Linked DNA regions of Ovis aries: region 1 is linked to region 2. The links are chromatin contacts, called in public Hi-C maps. All regions are on one chromosome and are shown on one strand. Each heading gives the region's core, a stretch centred on a gene start, on an enhancer-like site or on the middle of the called end of the contact. The rest is flanking DNA. Distances are from core to core; before and after follow the strand shown. Region 1 has its middle 46 kb from the start of DNAH5. Region 2 overlaps TRIO (trio Rho guanine nucleotide exchange factor).

Region 1 (6,925 bases), core at 4,333-6,832, 230 kb before region 2:
AGCCACACATGAAAGACAGGAACTGGGGTTACTTGTACACATGTATTCACTGAGGCTTTATTCAGAAGAGCCGAAAGGTGGAAGCAACGCAAGAGTCCACTGACGGGTGAATGAATAAACAAAATGTGGTCTATATACACAATGGGATATTGTTTAGCCTTTAAAAATGGAATTCTGTAACACATGCATGCGTGTGTCCTGTCACTCAGCTGTGTCCAGCTCTTTGTGACCTCAAGGACCGTAGCCTGCCAGGTTCCCCTGTCCATGGGTTTCTCCAGGCAAGAATACTGAAGTGGGTTGCCATTTCTTCCTCCAATGCTGGTCTTCTGTTTCCAGCAACAGGGCAAACAGCATCACCTAAATATCCTCCCACCGCCAGGCACCAAAAAGTGCTGAACAAAATATGACAAATAACTTTCTTAATTCATAGCCTAATTCCTAAGCAAGTAAGGGATAGGTAGCCGTGGGGCTAAAAAAAAAAAAAAAAGACAAAAATGAAACAAAAATCAGCATAGTGAACATGAACCAATGCTGAGGTTGCTCTATATAGGTGAGAGAGGTGACAAGTTTTGGTAACTAAGGAATTTATGTGTTTTTTCTCTCTATTTGTTGGTTGCACTGTGGGATCTTAGTTCCCTGACCAGTGATTGAACCCACGTGCCCCTGCAGTGGAAGAGCAAAGTCTGAACCACTGGACCACCGAGGAAGTCCAGAAACTTGTTTTAATGCCACACCTAGACAGGAGAGGAGGCCTTAGGTCTGACCAGTTGATGAGTTGGATCTGAGGTCCCTGGGATGATCCAAGAAAAAAAAAAAAAAGAAATCTGCCTGTTGGCCCACGAAGATGGCAAAGATATTCATTGTCTTGGCCTGGACTTGGAGAGGGCTCACGATGAAGAGTTGGCATTTACTCTTGAGTAAGATTAGGACCTATTGAAGCGAGACAGGTAGAAGAGAGACAGATATGACTTAAGTGTTAACAAACACAAACAAACAAAGTGACCCGCACTAGGCTAGAGAAAACAAGTGGAATCAGACAGTCCAGGAGAAAGACTATACAGTAATCAGAGGAACAGGTGCTGGCACTTTGGGTTGGAGAGGGAGCAGTAGGCGTGGGGATAAGTGCTTGGATTCTGGATGCAAACGAAGATGAACCCAGTGATACTTGCCGATGGATTAATTACAGAGCAGGAGAGGAAATGTAAAGTCAAGGGTGGTTCCAATACCTCAGTTATTTTGACACTTAAGACAAATTTTTAAAGTTTGAAATACTTATTAGGCTTCCCAAGAGGGATAATGAGCAGGAAATAGGACACAGAAGTAGGAGCAGAAAATCAATATAGACATACTTGGAGACATTTTGATTTGGTTCCAGACCACTGCAATATTGTGACAAAGTGAGTCATGAATTTTTCTGGCTTCCAGTGCATATAAAAGTTATGTTAATACTATACATAAGTGTGCATTAAGCGTGCAGTTACATTACATCAAAAAAGTACATATCTTAATTAAAAATATTTTATTGCTTAATACTAAACATTAAATAATGTAAGTCAGGAAGTGTTTTAAATATAATAAGACATGGTATTCTAAGTATTTTAAGTGGTGTTACTGGGAAAGAGCATACGAGTAGTATGAAATTTTAATAAGTAAGGAACATGTTATAACCTCTGGGGTAATCACTAAAAGAATAGAAACTCCTAACTTCCAGACAATATAGAAGAAAAAAGAGAGCCAAAAAGGAATTAAAGAGAAAGAAAGAAAAAAGTATTTTATGGACTTCCCTGGTGGTCCAGTGATTTAAGAATCTGCCTTCCAACAGAGGGAACGCGGGTTCAATCCCTGGTCAGGGAACTAAGACCCCATAGGGCAGGGCAGTTAAACCTGATGCAGCCCAATAAATAAAAATAAAAAATAAAGTAAAGTAAATAAATTAATTTAATTTTTAAAAAGATTTTATTGCTAAAAACTGCTGACCATCATCTGAGCATTCATCAAGTCGTAATATATTTGCAAAAGTAATCAGAGATGACTGATCACAATCACCATAACAAAGACAATAACGATGAAAACGTTTGAAATATCTCGAGAATTACCAATACGTAACACAGGGACATGAAGTGAGCAAATGCTGTTGGAAAAATGGCGCCAACAGACTTGCTCAATGCAGTGTTGCCATAAACCTTCAATTTGTAAAGAATTCTAGTGTCTTCAGAGTGCAGTAAAATGAGGTATGCAAATAGTATCCATATGCAAATAGTACTGAGAACCATGGGGCTAGTGAGAGTTGACAGAAAAGAGCTCCAGGTGCCATATTCCAATATCAAGAAGATAGAACAGAGGAGAGAGAGAGTAGAGGAGACAGGATAGAACATTCCAGAGAGGAAGAAGGAAAATCTGGAAAAAGCATGTGCTGCCAACAGAGTTAAGAAGTGATTTGAGGAGAGAGAGTGATTGGCAGCCCAAGTGCTGCTGGTAGTTCAAGTCCAAAGACAACTGAGATCAGCCATGAGAGATGGCAGCATGGGGATCATTGGCGATCTCGATGAGAGCAGTTTGGGTGGACTGGTGGGGGTAGAGCCTGTTAGAAAGGGCTCCCAAAGAGTGGGAGGAAGCAACACAAGAGTCCTTCCACAGATGAGTGGATAAAGAAAGCATGATGCATCTGCAGAGTGGAGTACTATTCCCTCATAAAAAGGAAGGACACGCTGATACATGCTCCAACATAGATGAATCTTCGAAGCATCACAATGACTGAAAGAAACCAGTCACGAGCGACCACATGTTGTACGATTCCAGTTATATGAACTATCCAGCATGAACAATCTGTAGAGACAGAAAGCATATTAGTGGTTACCAGAGACTGGGGGAATCTGGGGGAAGCAGGGGAAAGGGGAGTGACTGCTTCATGGGTACAAGATTTGCATTTGAAATGGTGAAAAGTTTTGGAACTGGACCAGTGACAGTCACACCACACTGTGAACGCACTTCATGTCACTGCATCATACAATTTCACATGGCTACAGTGGTACATTTGTGTGTGTTTTACTACAATAAAAAAAAAATGAAGAGAATGGGGGAGTGAGATTACAGACAGCATAAATGGAAACTGTACTGTAAAAAAGGAGAGAAATAGAGTGGGGCTCCAAACGAGGTCAAGAAAAGCGTGTGTACTAATGAGAATGAATGAAGAAAGACAAAACTGATGACTCAGGAGAGAGAGAAAGACACTGTTGGAGAATGACCTCGAGCAGAGGAGAAAGAGGACATCCATCACAGGAGGCAGGGGTTGGCCTTGGCCAGGAGCCAGGGCATTTCACCCACAGGAGAATGAGGGACGGAGCACGTGAGAGCACAGATGCAGCCTGTCAGTGGACAGATGGAGTGGTGAGGATCCACCGAGGCCTCTCTCTGAGACAGAGTCTGAGAATGGGGAACAGATATGAATAGTCCTTTACGAGTAGGGGGAGTGACTGAACCAGGGAAATACGGTCCAATGCCCACACTTCTCTGAGAGTTACTGATCACCCATTTCCAGTGAGACCATCTCCTGCCCCTGCTGCTACCAGCTGTGTGGGCACAGGCTCAGAACACAGAGCAAGTGGGCTTCACCAGGACTGCGATTTAGCCAACTGTGACAGGGAGTTATATATGTCAGTGCGACTGGGCTCCAGTGCCCAGATTTTTGGCCAAACATCATTCTGAATGTCTCTGAGAGAGTATTGGGTTGGGGGTGGGTGGAGATTTCCATTTAATTTGGTGGACTTTGGTAAAGCAGATTGTCCTCCATAAGGAGGTGGGCCTCATCTAATCAGTTGAAAGCCTTAATAGCATGAAGATGGGCCTCTCCCAAGCAAGCAAGAAGGAATTTCTGCCTGCAGACTGCCTTTGGACTTAAACTGAAATAACAGCCAGGCCACCCTGCCGATTTGGGACCTGCCAGTCTCTACAATCATGTGAGTGAATTGCTTAAAATAAACCTCTTTCTATATAAACACACAGCCTGTTGGTTCTGCTTCTCTAGAGAACCATGACTCATACATCAACCAAGTACAATGAAATGGGAGAGGAGAGGGGGCTGAGGTGTTTACAGCAAAATGAGGGCGGATGTTTAGCTGGATATGCAGGACAGTGAGGGCTCGAAAGGAATGAGATCAGTAAGTGGTGCAAAGTTAGGGGATTGCGGTCCCTGTGGGCTCACAGGATTGGTTGGAGCGGCGCATTAGAGGGAGTTATAAAGCCAACTCGAAATACTTCCAGATTATCATTGCGCAAGATGAATACTGAGATGGCTGTGTTTCCATTTTTCTCTGGAAGAGTACTTGCAAGACTGAGGCTCCAAAGGCCTGGTGGACTATAACACACGCCTCTCCTAGAGTCCAGGCAAGAGGCAGCCTCAGAGTAGGAAGAAGGAGGTGGGAAGGGAATGGGCTGTGGTCAAGGAATGGTGAGAGGGCAGGGCTGGAGCGAGAATGGCCTGAGGCAGCCATCCACACTGCGCCTGGCACAGTGGCCAGCCAGAGACATTCCCATAGCCCTGAAGAGGCCAGGCGGTAACTGAAAATTCTGTCATCGTGCCTGCCAGGGGTCATCTGGACTGGAACAAGGGGATGCAGAAGGCCAGGGGTGACAGCCCAGAGCTAAGAGACAAGAGGAGCCTGTGGCCAGGTGCCCAGGCCACAGAGAGGGGGCCATCAGCACACACACAAGAATACCATGAGGTCCCCCCCAAGACACATATCTCCCCAGGCCAGTTCAGAGGACCAGCCATCTGCCACAGATGCCCCAGTGTTCCAGAAGCTTCTCCCTGCCTTGAGGATTTCTCAGAGGGAAGGAGGGTGAGGGGAGAAACCATGGAGGCAGGGAGAATCCTGGTGGGAACTGTGAACTTTGGGGTAACTGAGAAAGTTACTCAAAATAAGCTTTTGTTTTTAACCAGAAAAAAAAAAAAAAACAGAATTAGCTTGAGTGGCCTGAAAAGGAACAAGCCTGTCCTGCAGTTTGTTCCCACGGAGAAGAAAAGACAAATTCCAGCAATCTGGTTGGCTGATAAGTCTGAATTCTGATCCCACTGTGTGAATGGGGTGATGTTTTACAGAACAGCTCTGTGTGTTGATGACCTGTGTGCGTATGTGTGTACATGCTAAGTCGATTCCATCATCTCCAACTCTTTGCAACCGGCTGCAGTCCGTGGGATTCTCCAGGCAAGAATACCAGAGTAGGGTTGTCATTTCCTTCTCCAGGGGATCTTCCTGACCCAGGGATCGAACCTCTGTCTCTCATCTCCTGCATTGGCAGGCGGATTCTTTACCACTAGTGCCACCTGGGGGGAGCAGCCTGAGATAAAATCCCAAAATATTATCTGAACGGGAAGAAGCTTTAGGTCATCTGATCTAGAGGGGAGATGACCTCGCCCACCTCCCTAGGGGACAGCCGGCCTCGGCTACAGACACTTTTGCTTGTCACAATCGGCCTCTAGTGCAGGACAGGTGTACTCGTCCACACCCTACAGCGTGCAGGACAGCCCTTCACCACAGAGAGTTCTGTCAACAGGGCCAAGGTTGAGAAACCCTCGTCAGATCCAAAATTCTGTCCAGGCAGGCGTGTCCTCAGAAAAACTCCCTCTTGGCCCAGACAGCCTCAGCCTAAGGACCTCTGTGGTCATTCGCCCGGTGACTCAGTGATTGAAGCAGGATTTGTTCCCAGCTCTCCCTGACCCCAGAGTCTGCTGTTTATTTTTAATTTTTTATTTTACTGGCTGCTCTGCACCGTATATGGGATTTTAGTTCCCCTATCAGGGATGGAACCCATGCTTCATGCATTGAAGAGTGGAGTCTTCACCACTGGACAGCCAGGGAAGTCTAGAGTCTGTGCTTTTTAAACCCCTCTGTCATATGCCAAGGCCAGTCAAAACAGGGACATTCTACTTGCAGTTTTCTGTATGCCCAGATGGCAGGCTCTGAGGAGTTTTGCTGAAGGGGTCTCTTCCCCCAAATTTCTCCCCTAACCTGCAACACTGGAACAAGCACAGCTGGAATCAAGATTGCCGGAGAAATAATACCCTCAGATAAACTGATGACACCACCCTAACGGCAGAAAGCAAAGAGGAACTAAAGAGCCTGTTGATGAAAGTGAAAGAGGAGAGGGAAAAAGCTGGCTTAAAACCCAGCATTCAAAAGACAAAGTTCATGGCATCTGGTCCCATCACTTCATGGCAAACAGATGGGGAAACACTAGAAACAGTGAGAAACTTATTTTCTTGGGCTCCAAAATCACTGCAGATGGTGACTGCAGCCATGAAATTAAAAGACGCTTGCTTCTTGAAAGAAAAGCTATGACCAACCTACACAGCATATTAAAAAGCAGAGACACTACTTTGCCAACAAAGGTCCATCTAGTCAAAGCTATGGTTTTTCCAATAGTCACATATGAATGTGAGAGTTGGACCGTAAAGAAGGTTGAGTGCCAAAGAATTGATGCTTTCGAACGGTGGTGTTGGAGAAGACTCTTTTAGAGTCCCTTGGACTGCAAGGAGATCAAATCAGTCAATCCTAAAAGAAATCAGCCCTGAATATTCTTTGAAAGGACTGATGTTGAAGCTGAAGCTGCAATACTTTGACCACCTGATGCAAAGAACTGACTCATTGGAAAAGACCCTGATGCTGGGAAAGATTGAAGGCAGAAGGAGAAGGGGGCAGCAGAGGATGAGATGGTTAGAAGGCATCACCGTCTCTATGGACATGCGTTTGAGCAAGGTCTGGAAGTTGGTGATGGACAGGGAGGCCTGGCGTGCTGTAGTCCACGAGGTCACAAAGTGTCAGACATGCCTGAGCAACTGAACTGACTACTGAACCTGCAACATTGCCTGCTATTGTGGTTGTTGTTAAGTCACTAAATCACGCCCAACTCTGTGACCCCATGGACT
Region 2 (6,623 bases), core at 2,695-5,194:
CCCAATAGCATTCAAGAAACATCAAGATCGAGAGTAATACGTTTATCATATGAACATTATCATAGAACGTTTATCATATGAATGTTCTGGTCAAATTTCTCTCACATTTGGTTTAAGAGAACAGTTGTTGCCTGCCTTTTAGGCCTCCCCTGGGACATCCCCTTTGCACCAAGAAGGAGCTTGGTGAGCTTTGGCTGACTGCATCTTCACTGTGCCCTGAAGCTAGCATTTCATTAAAATTCACATGGGCTTCTCTGTCTCAGCAAAATGTACTTTAAATTGTAACAAGTGTCCAGTCTCCACACACTTCAGTATCAGTTCAGTTCAGTCGCTCAGTCGTGTCGGACGCTTTGCGACCCCATGAATCGCAGCACGCCAGGCCTCCCTGTCCATCACCAACTCCCAGAGTTTACCCAAATTCATGTGCATCAAGTCAGTGATGCCATCCAGCCTTCCCATCCTCTTTCGTCCCCTCTTCTCCTGCCCCCAATCCCGCCCAGCATCAGGGTCTTTTCCAATGAGTCAACTCTTCGCATGAGGTGACCAAAAGTTTTGGATTTTCAGCCTCAGCATCAGTCCTTCCAGTGAACACCCAGGACTGGTCTCCTTTAGGATGGACTGGTTGGATCTGCTTGCAGTCCAAGGGACTCGCAAGAGTCTTCTCTAGCACCGCCTGTGTAATTGGAAAAGTATGTAATTTACGAAATGGTCCAACAACTACACGTCCTCTGACTTTGGCCATTTACCTCTGTTTATTATCCCCATTCATGTTGCTTTTCTCTCTCTCTCTCTCTCTCTCTCTCTTTTTTTTTTTTTTTGCCCTTTCTTTCCTTAGTTTAGTCTCTCAGTCGTGTCCGACTCTTTGTGACCCCATGGACTGCAGCATTCCAGTCCATCATCAACTCCCAGAGCTTATTCAAACTCATGTCCATCGAATTGGTGATGCCATCCAACCACCTCATCCTCTGTCATCCCCTTCTCCTCCCACCTTCAATCTTTCCCAGCATCAGGGTCTTTTCCAATGAGTCAGCTCTTCGCCTGAGGTGGCCAGAGGATTGGAATTTCAGCTTCATTATCAGTCCTTCCAGTGAATATTCAGGACTGATATCCTGAAATTCTCTCTGTGAAGTTTGGTGGCCCTTGGAAGTAAAGTGCTGAGTTACGTGGTCTGTGGCACTGGTATGGTCTGGGGTCTCGCAGTTGTCACTCTAAGATGGCATTCACCTGTCCTTTCCCCAGAACGCTGAGAGTGTGGAAGGACAGACGTGTGCTTCCAGCATGGTTGCTGGGTGTATCCTTTGTCCCACAAGCTTAAGAGCCACAGCTTGGTCCTTTTATGCATCAGGAAGCCAGGCAGTAGGAGTTATCCTATCTGTAGTGTAGTCTGGAATCACTGGAATAACCCAGAAGGCATTTATTTGTAAGTTTTTTGTAGTCATGCACTCCATTTTCATAAATAGCTCTTCAGGGCCTGGAACTGAATCTGCCTTTTGATCTGAGGATGCTTCATGGCTGAGTTCTTCCTGCTTTTCATTGAAAGTTACATGATATATTTAATCTGGCTTCAGTGTGTGTACAGGCTGCCTCCGTCTTTTGCCTGTTTTTAAAAATGGAAACCGGGTTAAACATGATGCTTAGGTGACCGCCTAATAATAGCCACAAACTCGGTGTCTTTGTGTGGTTAGTTTTATGGTTCTCTTTTTTGTTTTGTTTCGTTTTTCTCTTTTCTGTTTTAGATGTTTTCATTGTCAATTTTAATAACAGTAACATTTCTTCTTCTGTGGCATATTCAACAAAAATATTGCAGTGAAACTATTTAGAATTTACATTCTAGTCTATGTTGGGACATGTACAGATGTCATGATAAAAGTTAAATGCATTTCCACACCAGTTTAGCCCTTGACTCACGTGTCTTTCTTCTTCTGGAAAAACGGTGAATCTTACTTAATCTAGGGAGGCGATTCAGGAACTGGTTGGCTAGAGTAGCTACTCTGAAGACACTGAGGACCCACAGGAGTCAGTCTGTGGCTTACAGTGGGGCATGGCAGGTGAAGGCTGTCTCGTTTCCTCCACTTCGTTTTCCTATCAGTACGATCGTCTTCCTGTGGGGCGGTCAGGAACATGCCAGTTCTAATTAGCATCATTCTTGCCATCAAGGTCGTTAATAAATAGTGTAGCCCAGAGTTGGCGGGAATTGTCAAGGATGCCGGCCTCTCCTGGGGTCCCTGCCCAGGAATCGGGACCTTCCTCTTGCTGAGGGTTGTGTGATAGGCAGTGCCTGCTGCTGTGGTGTGGAGTCCAGGACAGCCGTGGAGGTGGCATCTCCCTGAAGGCTCCGCCCTGCCCTGGCCGGGGCGCCTGCGGGCACAGGCTGTTGAGGGAACGGCCGGAAGCAGCGTTTTCTTATCTGGTGGCGGTGGAAGGGGATCCTCTTTTCAAATCCCCGTGGGTGAGGATCCGCAGCTACGGCTTGCTCCCTCTGAGCATCCTGTCATCTGATCTGCTCCTCCTTGCCACGTGGGTGCCACGTGCAGCTTACAGAACTTTCCATCCCACACCCTGCCCTCCAGGTACTTATGAGCTCGTCTCCAAGAAGGCTGCCGTGGTGCCCGATTCCTCTTTGTATTTGCCTCCCCCGCTGCCATCCATGTTCATATCAGCTGCAACTGGGATGTCCTCAGTCTTTGTGGACACACAGTGAACCACCCAATGACGGGCAATGAACTTCTGAGACGACATTGCGTCCATTCAAGGGTTTTTGAAGGAAGCTTAAGGATGAAATTGCAGACCGCTTGGCTCCTGTCTTGCCTTTTATAAATAGCCCCTGTTTTAAAAGCTTGGTGGGTTGCCAGCGCAAGGCGGAGTATACTGGAAAGCAAAAGAGGCTGGCGATGTGGAGGCCTGGGTTCTGTGTCGAGAGAGCCCTTTCTCAGCCAGCTGGGTAGTGTGCTAAGCCCTTGGACATTTCAACTTCCATGATTTTGTTGCTGTTGAGTTGCTGAGTTGGGTCGGACTCTTTGCGACTAGTTGCATCCTGTTAAACTGGGTTCTTCCTACATGGGTATTCTGTGGACAGGGTTGTTACTGATCTATGCAATCTTTGCTTCTGGGAATGATATGTTGTAGAGACTAGATCCTGTTCTCCCAAAGGGGCCGGTGTGGTTGCTGTTTGTATGCTTGTTTCAGTAGGCTGGACTCCAGCCTCGAGTCAGGTCCTGGTCCTTATCCTGAGCTGGGAGCCGAGGCTGCAGGGAGCTTGCCCTAAACCTGCAGACTCAGAGGTTTGGGCCAAGTTTATCCACACACTTTGAGGCTCCCCTTCTGCTGCTCACGGTTTCGCCCTCTTGGTTGGAGCTCCCGAGGTCGCCCTGAGCTGTGTCCTGACTTGTTTCAGCAGCTCCAAGTGGCTTAGGCCGGGCCCTGCCCTGAAGTCCTTACAAAGGGACTTCCTCTTTCCTGCTTTTGATCCCTCTCCTGTCTGTGCCTTGAGACAGGCGATTTTTACAGGTTTCAGCCCTGTGGCAGGGCTGGTCTGTAGGAACCCCTCAGGCACATGAGACATGGAAACTCTGATCACTTACCGAGAGCGTTTTTTCTCTCTCGGCCTTCAGGTCTGTGCCTTCCATTGGCTATTACCAGCTCACAGTGTGGATCCATTCCTTGTACAGTTTTGACAAAAACAGACAGGAAGATAGGGTTGGGGCAGTAGTCTTTAATTTTTTTCAAGAGATTCCTCTGCCATGAATGACAATTACTGGGTTAAAAAAAATTTTTTTTTAGATGTAAGTTTATTTATCTTTAACCGTAGGATAGTTGCTCCTCAGTATTATGGTGGTCTCTGCCGTAAGTCAGCCAACGTGAATCGGCATTAGGTGTATGTCCTCTCCCTCTTGAACCTCCCACAGTCACTGCTTTGATGAGAATAGCCAATATCTTGAACCCAGACGACCCCTGTAGAGACCTCCAAGAGTAAAATCCCGAGACATTATTACACGTGTGAACATCTTGACCCCAAACTCCCGTGTGGGCAGCCACCCTGGCGAGTTTCGGCCAGGCATGTTGGGGCTGCCAGGCTTCCCTTGGCTTAGATGGACATTGGCTTGTCCTAAACTGTGCTTCCTGGCCAGAGTATTTCCACTTGGCCTTCGCCGACGTTGGGGGCGTGGGGAGAGTTGGTTTGATGTGAGAAGAGGGGCCTGGTGTCACCCTGTGAGGCAGGTGACACCAGACCATCTTGCCACATTGGCCAGTGACGTTCCTCCAGGGGGGCATGACCCAGAAAACCCGGAAGGACAGAGCCGAGAGGGAGCCGTGGCCGGTCCCCAGCTATTTATAATCCCTGCTCTCCTCCCTGCCACTTTTATTTTTAACCAGATTCACAGATAGGATGTGGCTTTGAGCTCCCCCTAGAGGATTTAGCGTGCCATGACTCATAGTTGTTTTTTAAAAACAATGTTGCTACTTTCTTTGCTAGTGTTTATGTTAATCATGGCATTACAAGGGGAAGATTTGTGAAACAATCTGGACTACTCTCACATCTAGTCTTTCGGGGACTGATTCTTTATTTAAGGCTGGAAATGACCTAAAGAGCCTGCTTGGTCTGGGAGCCTCTGGGTCTGCGTCTGCAAGTTGCTCTTCCTCATTAAAGGAGAAGGATCAGAGACTTTCCTTCACAGAATAAAAAGTTAACTTCATGGGTGTAAAGAAAGCAGCTGTGTTGGCATTGGAGATAAGGGTGGTTCAGAAATTAAATGACACTCAAGCAACCCAGTCATTATATTTTCTCCTTTGTCTTTCAGGGTTTCGAAAAAACGATGAAATGAAAGCTATGGATGTTTTGCCAATTTTAAAGGAAAAAGTTGCATACCTTTCAGGTAAAGTTTAACTTTCTAATCTGCTTTATTGTTCCTTGTACCTTGATACAATGTCAGAGTCCAAAATACTAAACTATAAGCTAACTCACCCATCATAACATAACAGCATTGGCATTTCAGTGGATTTTTAACTGCTCTATTCTTGTAGCGTTGGCCTAAGAATTTGGTGCCCAAAGCATTTTCTTCTAGCTGGCAGGCACATTGTTGGTCAGATAGCGTTGGTGATTATGACACGTTCGTGTCTGTCATTCACATTTTGACTACCTTCCCCAGTCAGTTAAGTAAAAGAACTGATTTTTTAAGGTCTATCATCTCAGCGAAGGTGGTGGGAATGTGACCAGATCTAGAGGTGTCCAGAATTCCCGCCTTTCTTCCCGGTCCTGGAATTCCAGGAAAGCCCTTGTGTTCCCTGCCAGTGGTCCCCTACTGAACAGTAGACCTTGGTTTTGGGGGCTCCTGGCCCTCCTGCAGTGTGAAGACAGACTCTGGATTAGTGTGCCAGGCTCTGGGGCACTCACCTGCCCTTCCTCTGCACGTAGAGGGTCTGCTTTTGGGCCGTCTGCCCAGAGGCTCCCTCCTACCTGCACAGAACAGTCGTTGGGTATTATACCTTTTTCTAATACTTTGGCCACCTGATGCGAAGAGCCCACTCTTTGGGAAAAGACCCTGAGGCTTGGAAAGATTGAAGGCAGGAGAAGAAGGGGACGACAGTAGATGAGATGGTTGGATGGCATTGCTGACTCAATGGATATGAGTTTGAGCAAGCTCCAGGAGATGGTGGACAGGAAAGCCTGGTGTGCTGCAGTCCGTGGGGTCACAAAGAATCGGACACAAATGAGTGACTGAACAATGACAAGCACCAACTCACTTGCTAGAAAAGAGAGGTTTGCAGGAGTTTTCTGCTGTGTTTGAGCAGGAAGTATCAAATAAATCTGTAGATTGTCACGTGCTTTTAGACAGTCTTTCTGGATGTGTTTCCCTTGATAAATTTTTATCTTTCTCAACAGGCACACGCTACTGATCTGATGTCTCCTCTTGAACACATTTTATTTAAAATTTGTAACACAGCTAGCTGCTTTGATATGTTCTGTGTGTCCTTTAAGCGTGTGGGACGGTTATGTATTTAGGACGCAGCTTCCTGTGGTGGTTTTGCCAATGTTATCTTGCTTTCTGTCTCATAGTGTTTCTTGGGCCCTGTTGAACACAGTTTGACGATTTTGCTGAAGTAAATCTAATTCAAAGTGACTTTGAAAAGTTAATAGAAAAGTAAGAGGTTCATGAAAAGAGGAAGATAGTGGGTTTTTTTCTCAACTTTTTAGTCTTTATTTTGTATTGGGGTCTAGCCGATTAACAATGCTGTGATAGTCTCAGGTGAACAGGGAAGGGACTCAGCCATGCATACACGTGTCCATCCTCCGCCAGCCCCCACGCCCCCGCATCCAGGCTGGCACTTAACCCTGAGAAGAGCTGCATGTGCTGTACAGCAGGTCCTGTTTGATTATCCATTTTATTTTTTATTTTTTTAATTTTAATTTTTACTTTATTTTGCTTTACAATACTGTATTGGTTTTGCCATACATTGACATGAATCAGCCACGGGTGTACATGAGTTCCCAATCCTGAACCCCCCCTCCCACCTCCCACCCCTGATTATCCATTTTAAATATAGTAGTCTGTATGTATATGACCGTCCCAAACTCCCTAACGATCCCTTCCCCGCCAGCTACCAAAGATTAGTTTTCTAAGTCT

What was found. A called contact is a pair of places that touch in the nucleus more often than the background predicts.
Region 1: a Hi-C map of retroperitoneal adipose tissue shows a contact between it and region 2, with 2.0 times the contacts expected there. The contact joins two enhancer-like sites. A contact is called at or near these places in 4 of 16 Hi-C or Micro-C datasets (muscle, retroperitoneal adipose tissue, skin fibroblasts and 1 more).

The regions. Positions count from the first base shown.
Region 1 is chr16:59,262,413-59,269,337 of ARS-UI_Ramb_v3.0, reverse strand. No RefSeq gene overlaps it. Among named protein-coding and RNA genes, the nearest start is that of DNAH5, 46 kb to the left of the region's middle. Within about 2 kb of position 5,582, at least 7 of the 54 cell types and tissues checked have an H3K27ac peak or open chromatin away from gene starts, as enhancers often do.
Region 2 is chr16:59,033,177-59,039,799 of ARS-UI_Ramb_v3.0, reverse strand. It overlaps TRIO (trio Rho guanine nucleotide exchange factor), which reads left to right. Exons shown (of 57, transcript XM_060400268.1): 2 at 4,800-4,874. Among named protein-coding and RNA genes, the nearest start is that of TRIO, 120 kb to the left of the region's middle. Within about 2 kb of position 3,944, at least 32 of the 54 cell types and tissues checked have an H3K27ac peak or open chromatin away from gene starts, as enhancers often do.